2 separate regions of the Sus scrofa genome follow, and region 2 is linked to region 1. Evidence: chromatin contacts called from public Hi-C data. All regions are on one chromosome and are shown on one strand. The core of a region is the stretch at or near the end of the contact, and the rest is flanking DNA. Distances in the headings are between cores, read along the strand shown. Region 1 has its middle 11 kb from the start of BAMBI. Region 2 has its middle 210 kb from the start of MAP3K8.

Region 1 (2,850 bases), core at 119-2,618:
TCCCCGACCCAGTTGAGCAAAGCCAGGGATCAGACCTGTACCCTCCTGGATACTACATTAGGTCTTTAACCCCCTAACCCACAACGGGGACTCCAGGAGTCATACTCTTTTTTTTTTTTTTTTAATGTCTTTTTGCCTTTTCTAGGGCTGCTCCCACAGCATATGGAGGTTACCAGGCTAAGGGTCTAATTGGAGCTGTAGCCACCGGCCTACACCAGAGTCATAGCCACACGGGATCCAAGCCAGGTCTGTGACCTACACCACAGTTCATGGCAACACCGGATCGTTAACCCACTGAGCAAGGCCAGGGATTGAACCCACAACCTCATGGTTCCTAATCAGATTTGTTAACCACTGCACCGCAATGGGAACTCCAGGAGCTATACTCTTTTTGATGGAAGATCAATAAGATTATTGAAGAGCCTCCAGCCCTCAAAATGCTTACAACACCGCCATTCTTCTTTTCCCGTCACCACTAATCTGAACAAACGTTTGTAGAAACATTTTCCCTAATCCTTCAAGTCATGCCATGAAGACCTGCCATTTTTCTGGAAATAGGTGAGTTCAGGCCCTAATAGTTGCCGATAATGCTGAGAAAAGAGCCTATGTTTTTATATTTTTGTCTTGAGGAATAACCAAAGCCTCTGCAGGTCTAAAACCCTTTTGTTTCCATTCGACAGCCAAGAGCCCAGCAAGAGAAGGTAGAGAAAGAGGGTGGGCCATAGGGATGGGCAGTAGCCAGGGTGGCTCTTCCCTGTTGACAGATCCAGGAAGTTTGAGAAAAGTTAGCTCCACATGTTTGCCCTGGTTCCCGGTTTATTGGGCTGGAAGCAGAGAAATACCTGGAGATAGAAGTTTAAGTATAAAATAAAGCCTCATGCACATTTCTGTAAGTTTCTGTTGCCAATAGAAAAAGTAGCAGCAGCATCGCTATTTTGGGCCAGTCAATCGGATATGGAGAAGGTCGGAAAAGAAAAGATCTGAGAGGGGAGGGGGAGGCTGGAGAGGAGAGAAGGAGGGAGGGGAAGGCAGGAAAGAGGGGAGCGAGCGAGATCCCTCGGGGAAGTGAACGCCCGAGAGAGGCACCAATTATCCTAATTGAATGTAATGATGCCTAGGCGCCAAGCGGCTGCTCTCCTTGGCATCGCTCAGCCCCTGTCCTAGACACACCGCATCATCCGCGCTTGGTCCTCCCGCGGCCACTCAGCGCCGCCTCAAGGTCCGGGGCCCCAGCTGCCCGCTCACCTGCTGGCTCCTCTCAGCTGTTCTCTGCAGCCCCCCACGCCCCCCACCTGCCGCCTCCTTCACTTGTAACCAGTTGAGTGACCACGGGGCAGACCCTTCTGGGCTGGACAGATCTCCCCACCCCCAGACTAGAGTCTGCAGGGTTTGGGGACCCGCTGTCCCCATCCTTGTGCCATCCTGTCCTGCTCAGGCTGTAGTTCTCAGTCTCACCCCACGAAAACCTCTTTCCCTTTACTCCCTTACCTCCGGGCACTTAAGCTGGGCCTTCAGAATAAGCACGTGAAAGCAGGGGAGGGAGAGAAGGTAGTGGGTGGGATGGGAAAGGGTTTTACTGTTGCTTAACTTTGATCAAAATGGGATCCGGGAATCATTTAATTATAAGTGACCTTCCTGATAGGTGTAGAGACAGGGCCGGGGGGGATTTATGAGTAGACAATGAGGTGTGTTTGTAAAAAAACACTACACACACACACACACATACTTATATACTTATATATAAATATGTGTATTTATGTATATAAAATAAATGTGTATTTTATATACTTATATATAAATATGAATTTTGATATATGAAATATTTATTATAAAATGTATATCCTTAACACACTGTACCACAGCAAGAACTCCAAAATCATTTTAAGCTAATAGAAATTTGGGAGTTCCCATGTTGGCTCAGCACATTAAAAATCCAACTAGTATCCATGGGGATTTGGGTTTGATCCTTGGCTTCGTTCGGTGGGTTAAGGATCCGGTGTTGCCATGAGCTGTTGTGTAGGTCCCAGATGCAGCTCGGATATGGTGTTGCTGTGACTGTAGCATAGGCCTGCAGCTGCAGTTCCAATTGGACCCCTAGCCTGGGAACTTCCATATGCCCGTTACCAAAAGTCCCTTCCTTTCTCTCTGATGGGCATTCATCTCCTTTCACTTGACAACTGGATGGATTTAACTTTCTATGGGTACAAATGTGCGTTCCACTCTGCAGATCCTAACAAACTTCCTCATAAACCATTTCATATCAATATCGTGGTTCCAGATCAATAAAGGCAGAGGAGGGGGAGGGAATGATAAGGAAGAGGAGAAAAAACCAGGTAGATCCCATATCTTCATGGTATCATCATAGTTTATTTTCCCAGCTTTTGCCAACACATTTTCTTTCTTTCTTTCCTGCCTTTCTTTCTTTCATTTTCTTTCTTCTTTTTTTTATTTATTTATTTTTTTTGTCGTTTTAGGGCTGCACCCATGATGTATGGAGGTTCCCAAGCCAGGGGTCGGAATCGAAGCTGTAGCAGTCAGCCTATGCCACAGCCACAGCCACAGCAAAGCCAGATCCGAGCTGCATCTGAGACCTGCACCAGGGCTCACGGAAACACCAGATCCTTAATGCACTGAGCAAGGCCAAGGATCGAACCCACGTCCTAATGGATACTACTTCAGTTCGTTCACCACTGAGCTGAAACGGGAATGCCAACACATTATTTTCAGTCCTTAATAAGTCCCTCATGAGATGCACCTGGGACTGGACCCTCCAGAACCAGCAAGGGACTCACTGAACCCAGCCTGTGCATTTCCTCCTCTTGAAAGCGCTGCCTTCCCCGCACTCTCCCT
Region 2 (2,850 bases), core at 255-2,754, 500 kb before region 1:
CCTAGGTGGCTTGTCCTGGCTGCACAGAGCCCTGGGTGTCTCCTGGGGAGAGGACATTCCTCCTTGCAAGCCATTGGCCTCTCTCTCTCTGTCTTCACCTGTAGGTACAGGTGTGTACACACTTTAAATCCTTTACACTTGCATACATATTTAAATGTACAATAGGCGTTCCCATCATGGCTCAGTGGTTAACGAATCTGACTAGGAACTACAAGGTTTCGGGTTCGATCCCAGGCCTCGCTCAGTGGGTTAAGGATCCGGCGTTGCCGTGAGCTGTGGTGTAGGTTGTAGACGAGGCTTGGATCCCGTGTTGCTGTGGCTCTGGTGTAGGCCGGTGGCTACAGCTCCGATTCAACCCCTAGCCTGGGAACCTCCATATGCAGAGGGAGCAGCCCTAGAAATGGCAAAAAGACCAAAAAAAAAAAGAGTACAATATATGCATATATGAGGGCTAATCCTTCAGACTCTTGTGCAAATTGTATCACTAGGGGAACTGGTCCTGGTCAGGCTTATGCACACCCACGTGTCCAATCAGAAGTGACACCATACTCTCCATGCTCTAAGCCTCACGTCTAAGAGCTGGATAACTCCGCAAACTTTCAGAGCACTCTAAAGGGCCGCTTAATTTTTATTTTTGGAAACTTACTCTTTGCTTTCTAGATTTAAAACAAAAAAGGAATGGATACAAGAAATGGGTGTTTTCATAGCTGCTGAGATAAGCAGGGCTCACAATACGACGGGGTGGGGGAGGGGTGGATGGGGGAGGTGGGGGCGGGGGGACTCCAGAGGAATAAACATGCCAGTCCGGAAGACAGAAAGAGGTGTGGATTTTAGTGTGCATTTTTGTCTTTTTTCTTTTTCTTTTTAGGGCCGCACCTGTGGCATATGGAAGTTCCCAGGTTAGGGGTTGAATCAGAGCTGCCCCCTGCCAGCCTAGCCACAGCCATGGCAATGGCAAGGTGGGATTAGAGCTGCATCTGCGACTTACAACACAGCTTTGGACGACACTGGATCCTTAACCTACTGATGTTGAGGCCAGGGCTGGAATCACATTCTGGTGGGTACTAATGGTTTTATAACTGCTGAGCTGCAAAGGGAACCCCTGCGTGGTTTTTTTGTTTTTTGTTTTTTCCTTTACTGTAGGTTTCTAAGTGGCTTTTTGTCCCTCCCCCCTCCCCCAATGTGTAAGAGCAGATTAAAAGCAGGGTTTGGGCTTCTTGGTGTTTCCCTGTTTTGGTGTCTTCCTCTAGGAGAAGGGCCACCGTCCCCGGGAGTGTGACCTGGTGACTGGGCTCCCTCCAGCCTGCCAGTTTCTTGGGGGCCAGGGTCGTGCCTTATCCATCTTTGTGCCTCAATGTAATGTCCCTGAGCCCGTGATGCTCAGAGATGACCACCGAAGGACCAGTGTGTGCCTCTGCTTATCAGAAGGGGACCTGGCCTTTCCTGAGCCTGTTTTCGGGTACAGCTCACTGGATCCCTGCCCCAGGCACAGAAAGAACAGTGCAGGGAAGGCCAGGGACTGATGGCAGGAGCTGGCATCCCAGGAGCACCCTGGACCACACGGCTAGCGCTGGACTACGAGCTGGAGACTGGAGGAGGAGCATAGGCATCAGGGATTCTCACCAGGTTTGCCTGCCTGACATGAGAGGCACGGGATTCTGCGCAAGGTCATGGGTCTGGGGGCAGCACTTCAGAGGCCAGGGTACTGGGAACATGGCCCCCTCTTCCTCGCTTCTCCCTTTCCGGTGCAGTTGGTTCTACAGTTTCTGATCTCCGCCCCTTCTAAGCCTGGTGCTCCCCACTGAGCGCGGCCAGAGATCGAACCTGCATCCTCATGTGTACTAGTCAGATGATTCGTTTCCACTGAGCCCCAACGGAAACTCCATCATCAATTTTCTTAAAGCAGTAACTATTCCTCTACAATGTGTTTGATAATAGCCCCATTATTTCATTTCATAGACTTAACAATTATTCATGAACCAAACCTACAGTTAGAGAGCTAGGGTTTTTGTTTTTGTTTTTTGTTTTTAACTCTTCCCTTTTTATTTTGACAATATTATGTCAAAAACAAACCTTCGTGAATGTACATTTTATCATATGTTTCTCTTTTTTCATGGGTTTGATGCCAGAATTGATCCTTCTTTTATTTATTTATTTTTTTTGGTGGCACCCTTGGCATATGGAGGTTCCTCAGCCAGGAACTGAATCTGAGCCGCAGCTGCAGAAAGGTGGGATCCTTAACCCACTGCACCAGGCCGGGGCTTGAACCTGGGCCACCACAGAGACAATGTTGGATCTCATCTTTTATAATTTTATATTAGATCCTTATCTTTTTAATCCATTGGGAATTCCTCTTGGTATAAACTATGAGGTAAATCTCTTAACATGTTCAACTATCTTGGTACAACCTAGTAATAATCAATGTGTCTCTTATTAAGTGGATACACTACCTTTATCATATACTATATATACTATTGAACTTTGGCGTCTGTTTCGAGACATTCTATTCTTGGTCCATCGATTTATTTTTTTTGTCCACTCGGGTACTAATGCACATATGTTTAATTACTGTAGCTTCATCATCCATTACATTGCCTGGCACTGCAAGTCTGCTCATTTGTCTCCTGAAATACTTTATTGGAGTTTCTCATCTGTTTCTTGTTTCTCAAGTTTGAATTATGATCAGCTTGGTCAAGACCCCCCTGAGTAGCCTGGGAACCTTGGGAATCAGGCTGCTCTCATGGCCTTGGATGCTGTAGGCTGAAGAACCATTCTTGGCTGCTCTTCTAACTGAGCATTTTTATGAAATTGACCCTTGAGGTGAAGTTGGTGGACTGTTTCCAGTGAAGG

The links. Hi-C and Micro-C count contacts between places; a contact is called where the count stands out from the background.
Region 2: a Hi-C map of omental adipose tissue shows a contact between it and region 1, with 2.7 times the contacts expected there. The contact joins two enhancer-like sites. A contact is called at or near these places in 15 of 47 Hi-C or Micro-C datasets (adipose tissue, blood, embryonic fibroblasts and 10 more) and 1 of 2 datasets of contacts at active chromatin or transcription factors (skeletal muscle).

The regions. Positions count from the first base shown.
Region 1 is chr10:40,041,284-40,044,133 of Sscrofa11.1, reverse strand. No RefSeq gene overlaps it. Among named protein-coding and RNA genes, the nearest start is that of BAMBI, 11 kb to the left of the region's middle. Within about 2 kb of position 1,368, at least 1 of the 83 cell types and tissues checked has an H3K27ac peak or open chromatin away from gene starts, as enhancers often do. A contact at or near this core is called in omental adipose tissue, where this site is marked.
Region 2 is chr10:40,538,010-40,540,859 of Sscrofa11.1, reverse strand. No RefSeq gene overlaps it. Among named protein-coding and RNA genes, the nearest start is that of MAP3K8, 210 kb to the left of the region's middle. Within about 2 kb of position 1,504, at least 2 of the 83 cell types and tissues checked have an H3K27ac peak or open chromatin away from gene starts, as enhancers often do. A contact at or near this core is called in omental adipose tissue, where this site is marked.